2 separate regions of the Zea mays genome follow, and region 2 is linked to region 1. A link is a contact called in public Hi-C data. All regions are on one chromosome and are shown on one strand. Each heading gives the region's core, a stretch centred on a gene start, on an enhancer-like site or on the middle of the called end of the contact. The rest is flanking DNA. Distances are from core to core; before and after follow the strand shown. Region 1 has its middle 42 kb from the start of TRNAW-CCA. Region 2 has its middle 64 kb from the start of TRNAI-AAU.

The links. Hi-C and Micro-C count contacts between places; a contact is called where the count stands out from the background.
Region 2: a Hi-C map of tassel shows a contact between it and region 1, with 3 times the contacts expected there. The contact joins two enhancer-like sites. A contact is called at or near these places in 4 of 25 Hi-C or Micro-C datasets (bundle sheath, ear, leaf and 1 more).

Annotation. Positions count from the first base shown.
Region 1 is chr1:95,336,343-95,343,712 of Zm-B73-REFERENCE-NAM-5.0, forward strand. No RefSeq gene overlaps it. Among protein-coding and RNA genes, the nearest start is that of TRNAW-CCA, 42 kb to the left of the region's middle. Within about 2 kb of position 4,244, at least 17 of the 20 cell types and tissues checked have an H3K27ac peak or open chromatin away from gene starts, as enhancers often do. A contact at or near this core is called in tassel, where this site is marked.
Region 2 is chr1:95,529,392-95,536,761 of Zm-B73-REFERENCE-NAM-5.0, forward strand. No RefSeq gene overlaps it. Among protein-coding and RNA genes, the nearest start is that of TRNAI-AAU, 64 kb to the right of the region's middle. Within about 2 kb of position 3,455, at least 5 of the 20 cell types and tissues checked have an H3K27ac peak or open chromatin away from gene starts, as enhancers often do. A contact at or near this core is called in tassel, where this site is marked.

The sequences.
Region 1 (7,370 bases), core at 2,994-5,493:
CTTTCAAGTACCCCTATGAACGCATCTCATCTCGTCACATCCCATCACCACCTCATAGCTCATTAGCCTTTCCATAGCAACTATGCCACCACTAGATCGATATGAGAATTCACTGTCCACCGCCCACAACTCATCTGTAACCTGTGTACACCAGAAATACTCAAACACTCAACCTCGACAGAAAGTAGGGTGTTACGCATTCCAGCGGTCGAACCTGTATAAACTCTTGTGTGATCTGACGTGCACTGGCACGTACCATTGAATCACAAGCAACGACGTTGTCCTACCTAAAGCATCATGTGGGGAACCCCGTGGTGCGCAGTCGGGTCATAAACACCGACCGAGACCCAATGTTATTATAATGAAATATATTCTCTAGGTATGGATGGAATAGCATTCTGATATGTTATATCTTTGACTGTTCAAATTAAAATCATCTAACCTTGACTTTATATATTTATGGATCACTTGATTTAAACATATATATGAGGGTTCCTAATAGAATCTCTAGACCATAACCAAACACAAATTCAAACATTTATTGTGTAAAGCTTCAAAAGTCACTTTATAGTTTAAAGTAGTTGGAGAGAATGTGGTATAACTGACTTAGTGAGTTCCTTCTACAAAAGGGATAAACTAACAATGATGGTTGGCCATGTATTTTAATGGTAAACGAGATCTTGTATTATTTTTCCATAGTGTTGGGGACTTGTTCTCAAATGCTATGAATTAAGAACAAGGCAACATAAAATGTTAAATATCAATGTCCTTCGTCCGCTGAAGCATTATCTCCCCAAGGATTTAATGAACTTCGGACGAAGGTCACGAGCAGAATATTACGAAGGTTTCACCTTCGTAATTAAACTTACAAAGATAATACAAAGTAATATAAAATATGAAACACTAAAGATAAATACATCAAAAATAAATGACATCATTTATATATCTTATTATATGAATCTAAGATGTTTGAACATAATATTTAGGTATACTTATATCTTTGCCTTGACAGACAATAATTCCCGAGTGATGCGTTTGCAATTACAGGAATGCGTGAACAGTAAAAGAATACTGTTCACTATTTATAGGCACAAGACACAGCCTGTGAGGAATTACAATCATGCCCCTCATAAAAAGTTTACAACGTTGACTCGGACCCTTATGGACTAAAAGGTCATTCTATCTTTAAGTCGGTTCGACCCTTCATCTTCGAATATGCTGTAATACCGAAGCTTCATGAATGGTACCTTCGACATCACGTACAAGCAGCTTCAGCCAAAGCTATTTCTTTCCACAGGACCTTCGGCGACGAAGCATGGTCCCAACACATAGTAACCCAAATTCTAATGTGATTAAATACACTGATGCTTGATGTTTATATGATCCCATAATGGCCTATCGCATATAGTCTTACACGAAGGAACAACTATTTCATGGAAGTCTTCGAAACAGACTCTGGGTGGCTACCTCAAGAAATCACCGTGAAATAATTGCATTGTATGAGGCTTTACGTGAATGTGTCTGGCTTCACAGAATGATCAACCACATACAACAACCATGTGGCATTGGTGCCAGCGATTAACTAATTGTTATCTATGAAGACAATTCTGCTTGTATTACACAAATATAGATGGACTACATCAAGAGCAACATAATAAATATATTTGTCCTAGGTTGTTTTATCCCCATGAATTAAAAAAATGGGTGAAGTAAACATCCTGTAAACCAAATTATGTGATAATCTCAATAATTTATTCACTAAGCCCTTACCAAATTCATCCTTTTAGAAATGTGTTCATGAGATTAGTTTATGGTGACTTTGAGATTTGCAAGGTTAGGGGGAGAAATATCTTAGACGTTGCATTATCCGGCCAGTAATGTAACTCAGGTTTCTTTCTTTGTGGTCCACTGTAGTGGCAGAGACCATATTCCTTTCCTCTCACACTGTCCTAGGGATCTTCTCGTTCACACAAATCACAACCCACGGTGGCCTTTTTATATTCTATTCTAGAGAAGGGAGAAAAGAGAAAGGGCCGGATTCTCCTCCTTATTTCGAAAGAAGCGAGGGAGCATGGCTTTCTATGATCTGATCCCAGATCGATCATTTCATTTGTTTTCCGTGCTACAGAAGCTGACGAAAGACGGCCTCGGTCAAAGCGGCGGCGGCTGCGTTCTCGTCCTTTCAGGCGCCGATCTCGTTTTCAGGAGCAGCGGAGCGTAGTCAGAGCTACTGTGCTAGTGCTAGTAGTCGCTGCTGCTTTGTGTCGATCGAGATCGACGCTGACGGTGCTTTTACAAGATGACGAATCATTGATTTCTAATCTTTTCGATGTCCTATTAGTTGTCCTATGTTAAGGGCTAGTTTAGTAACTTCATTTTTTCAAGCGACCAAATTAAAATCCCTTGAAAAAATTGAGTTATCAAAATAGCCTTAAGAGTCTTTTTCTTTCGAATGTCTAAAAAATAAAAAAATACTCATCCAGTAACTATTTCTTTTGTTTTTATCATGTGTGTTGCAGGGTTAATAACCTAGATAGATTTCTAACAGAACATGCGGGTGTTTGAAGAAGCAAGTTTCGGACGACCATGGTGCACGTGCTTCGGACGAAGCATAATATAAACAACCTTTGAGGTCTAAGGAGCTAAACCGAGAGAAGGAGAAGGACAACCTTACCTCTGGCATGTACAATAGTTTGAATGTATAGGGATTAAGGATATAATTGTAAATTCGTCTGAAACATATCTCGAGCATATAAAAAGAGGAACAGTGTTATGCGTTGGAGACACTTTTTGGACGGGTGAAACTCATTTTTTTCTCTCTATACGAAGCTATAACTTATGTACTCCCTTGTACCCCCTCGTTGTAATTTTTACGAAGATGAACGTATATGTTCAATCTTTGAATTCATATAATAAGGAAGAGGGATTTCAACACATTCTGTCTTAAACCAAACCTACATAAGCAATTTCTTGTAATCATTGTATTTTGTTTAATTTCCTGTTTCATTATTTAATTTCTTGTAATCATTGTATTTTGTTTTTGTCTATGTTTGAATGACCCACTTACATAAGCAAATTTTTATCTTCATCCTTTCATTTTATCTTCTCTCCAAGAATGATAAAAGGGGATGACTATGAAGGTTGACCTGTTTATTTGTGTTGTCTTGATTTTTAATACATTTACGGGATTGAAATCAAGTGACTAACAGACACGGTCTTCAAAATTTAACTTTGACCAATGTTTTTCTATTAAAATACAATAAGCTCTTAATATATTTATACTTTTACAAAAGTATTTTTAAGACAAATCAGTGCTTAAATATTAGATTCCAAAACTAAATAACAAATTAGTTATTTGTAGTCAAAATTTTATAAATTTGATTTCAATTTATCTAAAACGTTAAGTAATAGTACAGCGGAGTTAGTATAGGTTTTCTAGTTCTGTTCCTAGCAGCACTATTTGATCGCAGCAGCAGGTTCCTTTTTGAAATTTACTGCCAGTAAAATAACCAATGGAAACGGCACTAGCCAGCCTGACACTCCGCTTTTGACCATCACCTCGCTTTGCAGGCAAGCGACGTGAACCATCATCGGCTACGGCTATGCATGTCTTGTCTGCAGAGAGGAGGACCAGCGTCTCCAGCTAGGCATCCAATCACACCATGATCCATGAACATACGCACTGGACTGTTTGGATAACATCCGAGATGATTCTTACTGATGTTTAATTTTCTGCTACAACTTAGCCGACTTTTATATTTGACACGCTAAGCTAGTTTAGAAACCACGTTTTTTCGAGTGAATTTTATTTTCATTGAGGAAATTAGTTCATTTTCTCTTGAAAAAATAGAAATCTGATGGAAAAATAGAGTTCCCAAATTAACTCTAAAAGTATGACATTTCTTCTTTTTTTCAACTCTTGCTGGATAAACAAAATCTCTAGTACAGTAAATTCTGTCGTAAACAAAACAAGCTCTCCAAACCTAGGGCCTGTTTATTCGTGGCTAACTATACCACACTTTGCCTAAGGTTAGTCGTTCAAATTGAAGAACTAATCTTATGCAGAAAAGTTAGGCAAAATGTGACAAATTAGGTAGGGAACCAAACATGCCTCTAACCGCGGGCAGCGGCGGCCTTCGTCGTCATGGTGGACAGCAACGCACGGGTCGGGCCAAGATAGCGTGGCAGGTCCGAGCAGGGCCTGCTTCACGATGGGCCTTGCCACCTCGGCACAATCCGCCCACTTCATAAAAACGTGGCGCGTCTGGGCGCCCATTGGGCCTTATCCCTAGGCAGAAACAACGCTGTGGAGCTCACGCAGTCGCACAGCGCCGTGTACGGCGGAAGACCGCGTGTTGGCCCACGTACGTATATATATGAGATAGCAACTCAACTGTAGAGATGCATGAATGCGCGTACAGACAGGAAAGAGAGAAACACGCTAATAGGTTAATGGTCCACGGTTGCCACAGAAAGATTCTGTGTCTTTTTCACCCTTTATTTCCGAAAGAGGAAACGGAGATGCATTTCGCCTTGGATGCATTGCATGCATGCATGGGAGCCATTGATGTGGAGTAACGACGGGGACGCCTCAATCAAAGCAAGACGTGTGGACATGGACGAGTAATTGTCAAAATTTTGTTGTTGTTGTTGTCGTCGACCGGCTCCTTTTGCCCTTGTCACTCGGAGACGGAGCACGGGAGCAGAGCGTGGCTTCATTTGCTGGTCTAGATCTGGACGCTACAATAATTTCTGACATCATCCAACAAAATAAAACTTGCTTACAACTATTTATTTTTGGCAAATGAAATACCACTGACGTACTGGCATATAGTTCGTACTAACGCTACAATCTCACGAAGAGGAGCGAAGAGACCAACAACGACAACGGTCAGGGGCGACGCCATATACACTTTGCCCGGTGGAGTGGCAAAAAAATATTTTCTATTAGCCAAATATATTTTGACCATATATTTCTAAGATCTTGTGTATATTCTTAATGTGTGCAATGTGGTGAAAGTGACATTGGCTTCGCCCCTGACAACGGTGGCACAAGGAGAGAGGTTGACAACGGCGGCGCTGAGGGTGGGCGGAGGGGTGGCTGCCCTGCCCCCGATTTCAAAGGGCCTAACCCTAGATATATACTTATATTGGCTAGACTATCTATTTATAGTCTATTAGTTCAGCGGTAAAGTGTCGAAAAATTGTCAACCACGATCCATATCCTGATCATATTTAAATATGATAGAAGAAATTTTTAAGGTAATAATATGTACTTTTTTATTTTTTTATTTGAGGTAAATATTTTTATATGTATATTGAGTGAAATGCCTATACATTAAACTTGTCTTGGGCCCCTAAAATCTCATGGGCGCCACCAGAGGGGAGGAGGCGACATGACACGATGGAGGCTGGGGGCGGCCGGGTCGTCGTAGGGGAAGGGGAGGGACGAGGGAGAAAGGATGATCCAAATAATATTGGTCATGTTTGTTTTAGTTTTTCGGCTTCTGGCCACCAGAAACGCTCAGCTTTACAACCAGCTTCTATAAGAATCACTTTAGTCAAAACCGTCCGAAATCAACGTGAACACAAAATTGACCGAGTCGTTGCGATAGTACGAAATCGCCATTTTCTACATCCTAAACCGTATGGACTATTTTATCTTTCTGCAAACGTAATCTCCACGATACTCATATTCTATCTACAACCAGATTCTCCCCATAGCCAGATTCTCAGAAAATATTCTTAGTAAAAAGCTGAACCGAACAAACCCATTGTCCGTTGGATTTGAGTGAATAAGGGAGAGAGTTATCTAACGATCCAAACTGTTGGTTTTAATGGTGTGTTAGATCTATGTGCAATTTATTTGATGGATTTAGTGGAGGTTATGAGTAAGGAGGTGATTTGGTTGAGTGGATTTTGCAAAATTTAAACTGGTGAATTATACAGGAGCCATTGGCAATTTTGCCATTATCATTTGTGGGCTTCGCCAATATGCCATCGGACCCACAAATCATAGACACAGACGGTCCCACCAGTCATAGACACGGGATGGCATAATAACAGACAGCCAAAATTGAGAGTGGCAAAATAGCAAATTATACAGTGGGATGTGATAGATAATGTTCGCTGACGTCTGCACGGACGCTTTCTTTTGCTTAGGCAGTTGGATTCGGGTCCGTACGGATACATGTGTGCGTCTTGCATGTTGCTTGCAACTTTGCAAGTTGGAAGATGGGAGTGCTGTACTGCACGAGGACCTCATGCATGCACCAGAGTGGTAGTAGTTTGGTGTGTATATAGGTCACTCTTTCAGACTACGTACACGTTGCTTAACCGTATGCATCTCACAAAGTAGAGGCGCACCGGCCATCCGCTTTGACCTCATGCATTGCTCGCTACCGTAGATGAGATCTGAAAGAGTATATAGGTCACTACCGGCCATACGGTTAATGCATTGCTTAACCGTATGCATTACACGTTGCTTAACCAGAGTGGTAGTAGTTTGGTGATGATACAGTACAGTGTGTATATATAGGTCACTCTTTCAGACTACGTACGTTGCTTAACCGTATGCGTCTCACAAAGTAGAGGCGCATCGACCATCCGCTTTGACCAGCTAGTTGGGCATATCTACCGAGACCATTGCTCGCTACACGTCCACGATTCTCACGGCAGGCATGCGGTAGATGAGATCTGACTGCCTGCCGGATTCGATCGACAAGCCAAAAGCCCATTACCCATCTGCTTGCTCTCGCTTTCACAGTGTGTTCGTTTCGCTAATTTTCTGTCCATGTTCATTGTGTTTATTTCATATGATTTCCCTTCACTGTTCTTAAGCACTACAAAAAATGATTTTGGATTTATCTCCAATCCCACTTAGGCTTTATTTGGATACTCTAATATTGGCACCCATCCACATGTGTTGAGGTTGATTTAGGACTAAATTAGTTCAAGTTACACTTCAATCCATCTCAATATATTTAGACTAGTTAGGTGCCAGTGCGTTGCGACGGACATAAATCAATTGCTTTTTTCGAAGTACAAAAGACATCAGATTCTTGACATATGTCACTAAAATCAGCAACAGAGGAATCAGGATACTATGGAACAATATTATCAATTGTCCCCAATTGAGGTGCTTCAGCGTTGAAGGAAGTTGCTGGCACTCATCGTGGTGGTTCAAGACCAACAACACCACAGAGAACAAACTGGACAAAATGAAAATTCCGTGGAGGGCAAAGCTTGTATCAATGGCAACTGTATTCATTTTACTTTTTTACACACGGTAAATTATAAAGTGTGTAATAACACATGCGTAATACTTTTTGATGATACACTGGAAATTATATTTTTTTACATGGGTAAAA
Region 2 (7,370 bases), core at 2,205-4,704, 190 kb after region 1:
TAGAATTACATTAATGCCGTTTACATTTATCAATAACTCTATAATAATTCTTCGAGGTCTAATTTGGCTTTTCATCTTTAAGTCGGTTCCTCTTTTCTGTCGTCATACCGAAGCTTTTCTGCACATAGCTTCGTGATCATCTTATCCTTCGTCATGATCGCCTTCCGTCCCGCTTAAGCTTCGTCTTGACCAGACACTTGTATACCCGCAACCTGATTCTGAAGATACCTGTTCACATATTTCACATGGAAAACAATGTCAAATCATGTTTTGAGGACCTTCGGAAGCCGAAGGCCCCCAACAATATGTTTGTTTGCTTGTGCCTGTTCGTCTTCGCTCCACGTTGCGATTAGATCACGATTCGTTTTCGAGCTTCGAGGAATCGATGGTCAAGCGTTGGCGACCAAAAGATCCGGTTCTTCGAGTTCTACTAGATTGAAGACCCTGAGCATCTGTTTGGTGAAGGCAAGTGTCCTCTGACCCATTATGTCATATTTACTTTATGATTCACTGTCCCGCATACCATGATCAACCTAAGGATTGACTAGCTTTCTATTTACCTTGTCCTTGATTACCTTTTGGGTTATTATGGTTAGCTTCATGCTATTGCTCCACTTTAATCAACGAACATGATGCGAACATTTATGATATGATGTTTTATTATGTTTATGATGATGATCTGCGATACTTTAGGGGATTCAGGTTGTTTCCTGAGTACCTCTCCATAAAGGACCTGTTCGTTGAGTGATCACCCGGGATAACACTGCAACCATGAGGGTGGAATGGGACAACCTTAGCTGAATAATTAGATGAACCTCGGGGTGTAGTTGGCTTTGTCGGAGGGCCGTCAATGGGGGTCGGGGCATAGTGCTCGCTCTGCTAAGGGTGGGTGCCGAGGTTTATTCGATTTGATTTTGTTAGTCACCCACCTTAGGGAGGAGTATTGTGTTTGTACGACTGGCGAAACCTAACGAGCAGCTATGCAATAGGAGAGTCTTTGTAAACACTATGTAGTGTATCTCTGGCCATTCACCTTGGTATTGAAGATCGGGTCTTGCAAAACCCATGCTGGAAAGGGATCACGACTCGTGGGTAAAGTGTGCAACCTCTATAGAGGAATGAAACTGATATATCAGTCGTGCTCACGGTTTTGAGCGGCCTTGGTATCCTCTTTGATTAGAGATATAGCTGATTCGAGATTCGATGGTTCTAATTATGGTTTTGGTTGCGATGATGATAATGATGTTCCTCGATGAGGAAATGATTCACAGGTTGGTTATCACTAAAACTTGGCTTCTACTAATAATAAATACTTGACAAACTTAAAGCAACAGCTTTGACGTTAACCCCACATAATGCTAGTCCACCTCAGCCAAACGGGAAATTTGCTGAGTACGTTGATGTGTACTCAACCTTGCTTTCACAAAACACCAGGTTGCCCTTAGTGCAATCTATGCTCAGGTAAATAAGAAGAAGGCATCGAGGCAGATCTCTAGGAGGTCCAGGACGTCAATGAGTTCGAGGATTAGGCTAGCGACCTCCCCTAGTCAGCTGCCTGTGGTGGGTTGTTTACGTTGGTTACGTTTCTATTATGTGCACTTTGGTTTATATTATGTAAATGACTCTAGTCTTTAATATTATTACTTACTCTTTATTGTTATTCGAAGCATTGTGTTTTGATTAGTCATTTATATAATCATTGTGTACGTGAATTTCTGATCCTGGCACGTACATGGTTCGCATTCGGTTTACCTTCAAAACCGGGTGTGACACCGGGGAGGCGTGAGCGAGCGACACGCGCCACCTCACTCGTTGGAGGTGGTTACCCAAGCCTTGAGCGGCGACGACGGCCCCAGAGGCATGCACAGCGCTGACAGCACCTGAGGCGCGCGCGCAGCGGCGACAGTAGCCCCGGAGGAGCGAGCGCCAGCCACAACCCGGGAGGCACGCGAGCGGCCAGAGGTTCGTGTGGCGGCGACGATGACCACGACGAAGGCTGTGATGGCCCCCTCCAACGGTCGCGCAAGGTGCAGGCTGTTAGGGTCAGTGGTCTGTATGACAGTTCATGCTTCTTTCTGTGACCAATTCCTCCGATCCGGAGGTTTACAATCGTGTACATGTTTTTATGTCACTTTTTATACATATATATGCCAACATCAAGAGGTTTTCAATAGCTTTTATGTTGGATCAGTATTTACGCTCATAAATGCGTATTTTACGCTCAAAACTGAAGGTTTTTACGTTCGAACATGAAGATGTGTCCACTAGTGAACCACATGCCAGATTTTTACGCATGTACTACATTAAGTAAATACCTACACCATGTAGCATAATTAGTATCATTATATATCATAAATTGATTGTAACGAGCCTAACTGTGTGTCTGTTGTAGCGATCATATGTTTATGGAGGAAACAAATCATTTAAATAAGATTTTTTTGTTTCCATGCATACCAATCCATTTTCTTTCATCGCACATTCATGTTATCCTAAATTTGTGCGCATGCAGCACGAAACACATTTTTATGCAGTATACCGAATTGCATAAATACATATACCGTGTAGCATAACTAAGATCGGTATATATCATAAAGTGGTTCCAACGAGTGTAACTGTATAGCTGTTAGAGTGATCCTATATTTATGGAGTCATACAATTTTTGCGCGCATGCAGTGGAAACAAAAATGTCATCTAAAATTTGTGCAATGCAATGGAAAATCACACGATCTATCATAATTATCGGATTTACCTTAAAAACATGATTTGCATGCATGTGCCTACACGTGTGGACATGACCCAGTGGCTGGGCGAAGTTTTTATGCTATCGTTATGAACAATTTACGCTATTTGCGAAAAAACAGAACTGTAATTTATGGCTACGCGGGGGTTCGGTATGGTTTGATTGACGCGTGTGGTGAGGTTTGACCTAGTGTATGACATAGGGACACGTCTGATGCCCCGACCGCATGTGTCTGGTCATTGGGCACGGACCAGGGTGGCTGGGACTTCATGAACTATTGGAAATCATGTGCTCCCCAATATACCGAGCTTTGTTTCAGGAGGGTCTTTTCCCCTCGTGCCTCCCTTAAATAAAAGTCCTGCGCCTGACCCACCGCATGGACGTGCTTGTCCACACAGCTGCAGACGTTGAGGAGCAGCCAGAGACGCTTAGGACGTACTAGAAGGATTGTGTAGATAGGGCAAGGTCTTTGACTAGACGAGATGTGAGCTAGGAGGGGCAGGGACTGCCACACGTTTAAGGCTACTGTTCTTTTCTCTCTCTCTTGAAACAAATTTGCACCGTACACGCCGCACTCTTGCCATGCCAAGATAAAAGCAGTGGTGCAACGACGAAGGCAAAGCATTTGCAAAGATGACGAGGAATAGCATCTCTTCTTTACCTCATGTGCCGCCGCCTCCTCTTTACGCGTCCGATCCACCCGCCTTAGCTGAGATGACGAGACTAGACGCGGGCTGGAAGTGGAAGGGAAGGACGGACGGGAGCTGCAACGCCCCAATGGTGTTCCACCCTGCTTCGGAAATTTGAGTGGCGCGGAGGGCGCCATTGGTCGACACGGCTAGCTACGACGAGGATGCCCTGGCCTGCGTGGGATATATACCAGAGTACACACAATGCAGTGAAATGAACGCCAGGGGCGCTTTTGGTCCGTCCGGGCCCCCCTGGCTCCGCTCAATGCTTGGACTTTTGCCCTTCACCGAAATCGGCGCATGCAGCTTCATATATTCCAAATATCCTCCTCCCCAAGCAGCCTGCTAGATTTACATACGATCTTAGCCAGCACTGCCATAGCTAGTACTGCCATAGTTCTCGAATATTTATCTCCGGCTAGTTTATTTTTTAACTAAAACATGATAAATAAATAAAAATTAATGGAGTGCGTACCAATTTATTACATCACTTTAGGTAGTAAGTAGGTGCAACTCCTCAGCATGTATATGGCGACTTGGTGAGTGTAAATTGTATCTAGAGGTGGTAATGGATCACGATTCAAATATTTTTTCACAATAAATTAGAGCTCTTAACTAATTTTAGTTCAAAAATAAATAGAAATAAAATTTGGTTCTAACTTGATTCAATACTTAAATTTTATAGTATAAAATCTATATAGTGTGCCTGACGGCCGGCGTCCACGGGCCACCACATATGATCGTGATTGAAACGGGACATCGTCGTTGCCGATCAAAAGACGGCAAACCGCACCCCGAGATCCTCGCGTCCGCTCACTGCTGCACCGGGCTACCGGACCGGGGTACCAGATGCATACCTAGATATGGTTCCCTGTGACCCTGTCTCGGGAACCCCGGTGCCCACGACACGCCGCCGCGTCCGCGCGATCGCGTCTCTCTCCTTCCCAGAGCGCGCGCGGACGGACGACGGAGGAGGACGCATCTTCGCCGTCTCGGAACCCCTGCCCCTGCAGAGCATGCAGTTGGAATTTGGAAAGCTTGTTTGAACGCTTGAATCTCAGTCATCAAGGTCATGGCCCGCCGATACATCAGTCATCAGGTCGAAATTAAACAAAGGGAAGTGACGATGCTGTGTATAGGGAGAGGACACATTAGAGAGCGGACGGGACGGCCATGGGGCGCCGATAGACCTGAGATCTTGAACTGGTTGAGAACTTGAGATGGGCAACCAGCTGGGGTCGCGTGAAACACCCTCGCTTTGCATGCGATCATCAGTACCAAAAAAAACTACAGCTGACCCCAACGCAATATATTGCCATACAGTAATGCTAATGCAGCAGTAATTATATTGCTACTGACCACGACCAGACGACAGCCAGACACCATAGCGATTGGTCAGCAAACTTATCCCACGGACACATCGAGCGTCACACCCTACTCTCGCTACACATGTAACAACAGATCAAGGCTACATCAGAGCAACTACAGTTAGCTAGCTATCATGTACGCACACGCATGCATCGAGTCCAGACTCCAGACCACACCTGCAGGACCGAAGAAATAGAGGAGACTCATGCAGCTAGCTCACGTCGCGGGGGGCTCGCCCTGACGACGCGCAGCTCCTCCGCCAGGGAGCAGGTCCGCCTGTGCGGCGCGACGCTTCACGTACCTCTCAAGGGCCATGAGCAAGATACAGAGGATGAGGAGGGCGACGATGGAGCCGGCAACGATCCACGAGAGGAGGTCCATCGTCGTCGAACTCGCTCCAGGCCGGGACTGGTCAGGCCGGAGCGAATCAAGCGAATAAGCGATATGAGTCAGGCTTCAGAGGACGCACTGGAGGTCGATCGAGAGCGGCGCGGAGCAAGTAAAGTGCGGCACTGTGGCTAGCGTCTGTGTTTAAACTTCTAAGGATGCTGGGAAAATATGCCCTTGAGATGTAGGGGACTAGGGGTATTGTATATTTGTATATATAGGTAATGAGGAGAGTCAACCATTAAAAACCGAGGGTCGCCTAATTTCAGTCGGCTTCATGAGGGGCCGTCAGCTATAAATGCAACTTCCAACAGCGCACACTGGCCCTCAAAAATTAAATTAACGTGCTACCACTTTGCTATCAGACATGTTCTTTGTCGAGTGCTAAACCGCTTGTCGAGAGTAAAATATCAACAAAGATATAGTTTATTGAGTGCTGCACTCGGTAAAGAAAAACATCTGACAAAGGAGTGGTTTGCTGAATGATGCACACTCGCAAAAAAACATTTTGCCTATTGTTGGACACTCGTAAAGCGTTGTCAGCAACCGATAGTAGCTTACAACCGCTAGGCTGGCACTCAATAAGTCAGTGCCTTTTCCGAGTGCCACCTCCAGACACTCGACAAATGCAACGTTTGTCGAGTGTCTTTTATTGACACTCGGCAAAGTGCCTTTATTTTTTTTCTTCTCCCAAACCTTTTCTACTTTGTTTCTATAGTACCTTAAACTAAATATACAATTTTGACACATTTCTAGAAGTGTTTGATTGAATTTCTCGAAGTGTTCGACACATTTCTCAAGTGTTTGATTGAATTTAAATTTGAAATGTAAAATGGAAAAGAATGAACGGAAAAATAATATTCATGTTATTGAGCATAAGTTGATGCCTTATCTAGTAACAGACCTGAAATTTCAAGCATCTTGTTTACGAAATATGACCACGAACTTGTGGTCTAGTTGTTTTTAAATTGTATAAAAAACAAACGATGTCCGGAAAATTATGAAACTAATCGAGATGTCAATATATCGTATGTGGAGGTTGTGCTAAAAAGATGACAAGGTTTCGTGAAAGTTATCATATATGCTGCTTACATTGATGATTTCATGCGAAGGCTGACTGATAAGTGATCATCGGGGGAGGAGCTAGACATAGATGCCACCGTAGGACGAGCCACATCCGGTTGTCGAGGAGGCGCAGTAGGCCAACGATGAGGAGAACGAAAATGATGACGAGGCGCAGCAGGATGACGCTAGTTCTGCCGCCTCTGGTTCGTCGCGCGTGTGAGAGATCAGAGATGCGCGCTGATTCGACTCGAGAGGTAAAAGTAAGTAACTTTAGATGTTATCACTACGACTTCATGTTACATGTTTAAATTCAAAATAGAAAATGTCGGCGTTTCGAACCCGGGGGGTCCCTGGACCGACGAGTAAATTGTCGCCGCGTGTCCCAGCCCAGATGGGTCGGCGCGAGACGGAGCGCGAAGGGGGGAAGAAGCCAGAGGGAGACAGGCGTAAAAGGGGAAACCCACGGCCTTCGTGTTTGTCCCGCGCCCAGGTCGGGTGCGCTTGCAGTAGGGGGTTACAAGCGTCCACGCGGGAGGGAGCGAGCGGCCTTACGCGAGCGCCGTCCCGTCCTTCCCCGCGCGGCCAACCCTCTGTAAGAGTGCCCTGGACCTTCCTTTTATAGGCGTAAGGAGAGGATCCAGGTGTACAATGGGGGGTATAGCAGTGTGCTAACGTGTCTAGCGGAGGAGAGCTAGTTCCCTAAGTACATGCCATCGTGGCAGCCAGAGAGGTTTTGGCACCCGGTTCGTGTGGTGTCGTGGCCGTCGGAGGAGCGCTGGAGCCTGGCGGAAGGACTGCTGTCGGGGCTGTCGAGTCCTTGCTGACGTCCCCTTGCTTCCGTAAGGGGGCTGAGAGCCGCCGTCGTCATAGAGCATGCGGGGCGCCATCATTACTTGTTTACCGGGGCGAGCCATATGGGACGCCGGTCTTGTTCCCCGTAGCCTGAGTTAGCTTGGGGTAGGGTAATGATGGCGTCTCCTGTGACGTGGTCGGTCCGAGCCCTGGGTTGGGCGAGGTGGAGGCTCCTCCGAGGTCGAGGTCGAGTCTGTCTTCCAAGGCCGAGGTCGAGTCCGAGCCCCTGGGTCGGGCGAGGCGGAGACCGTCGGCTGAGGCCAGGGCTG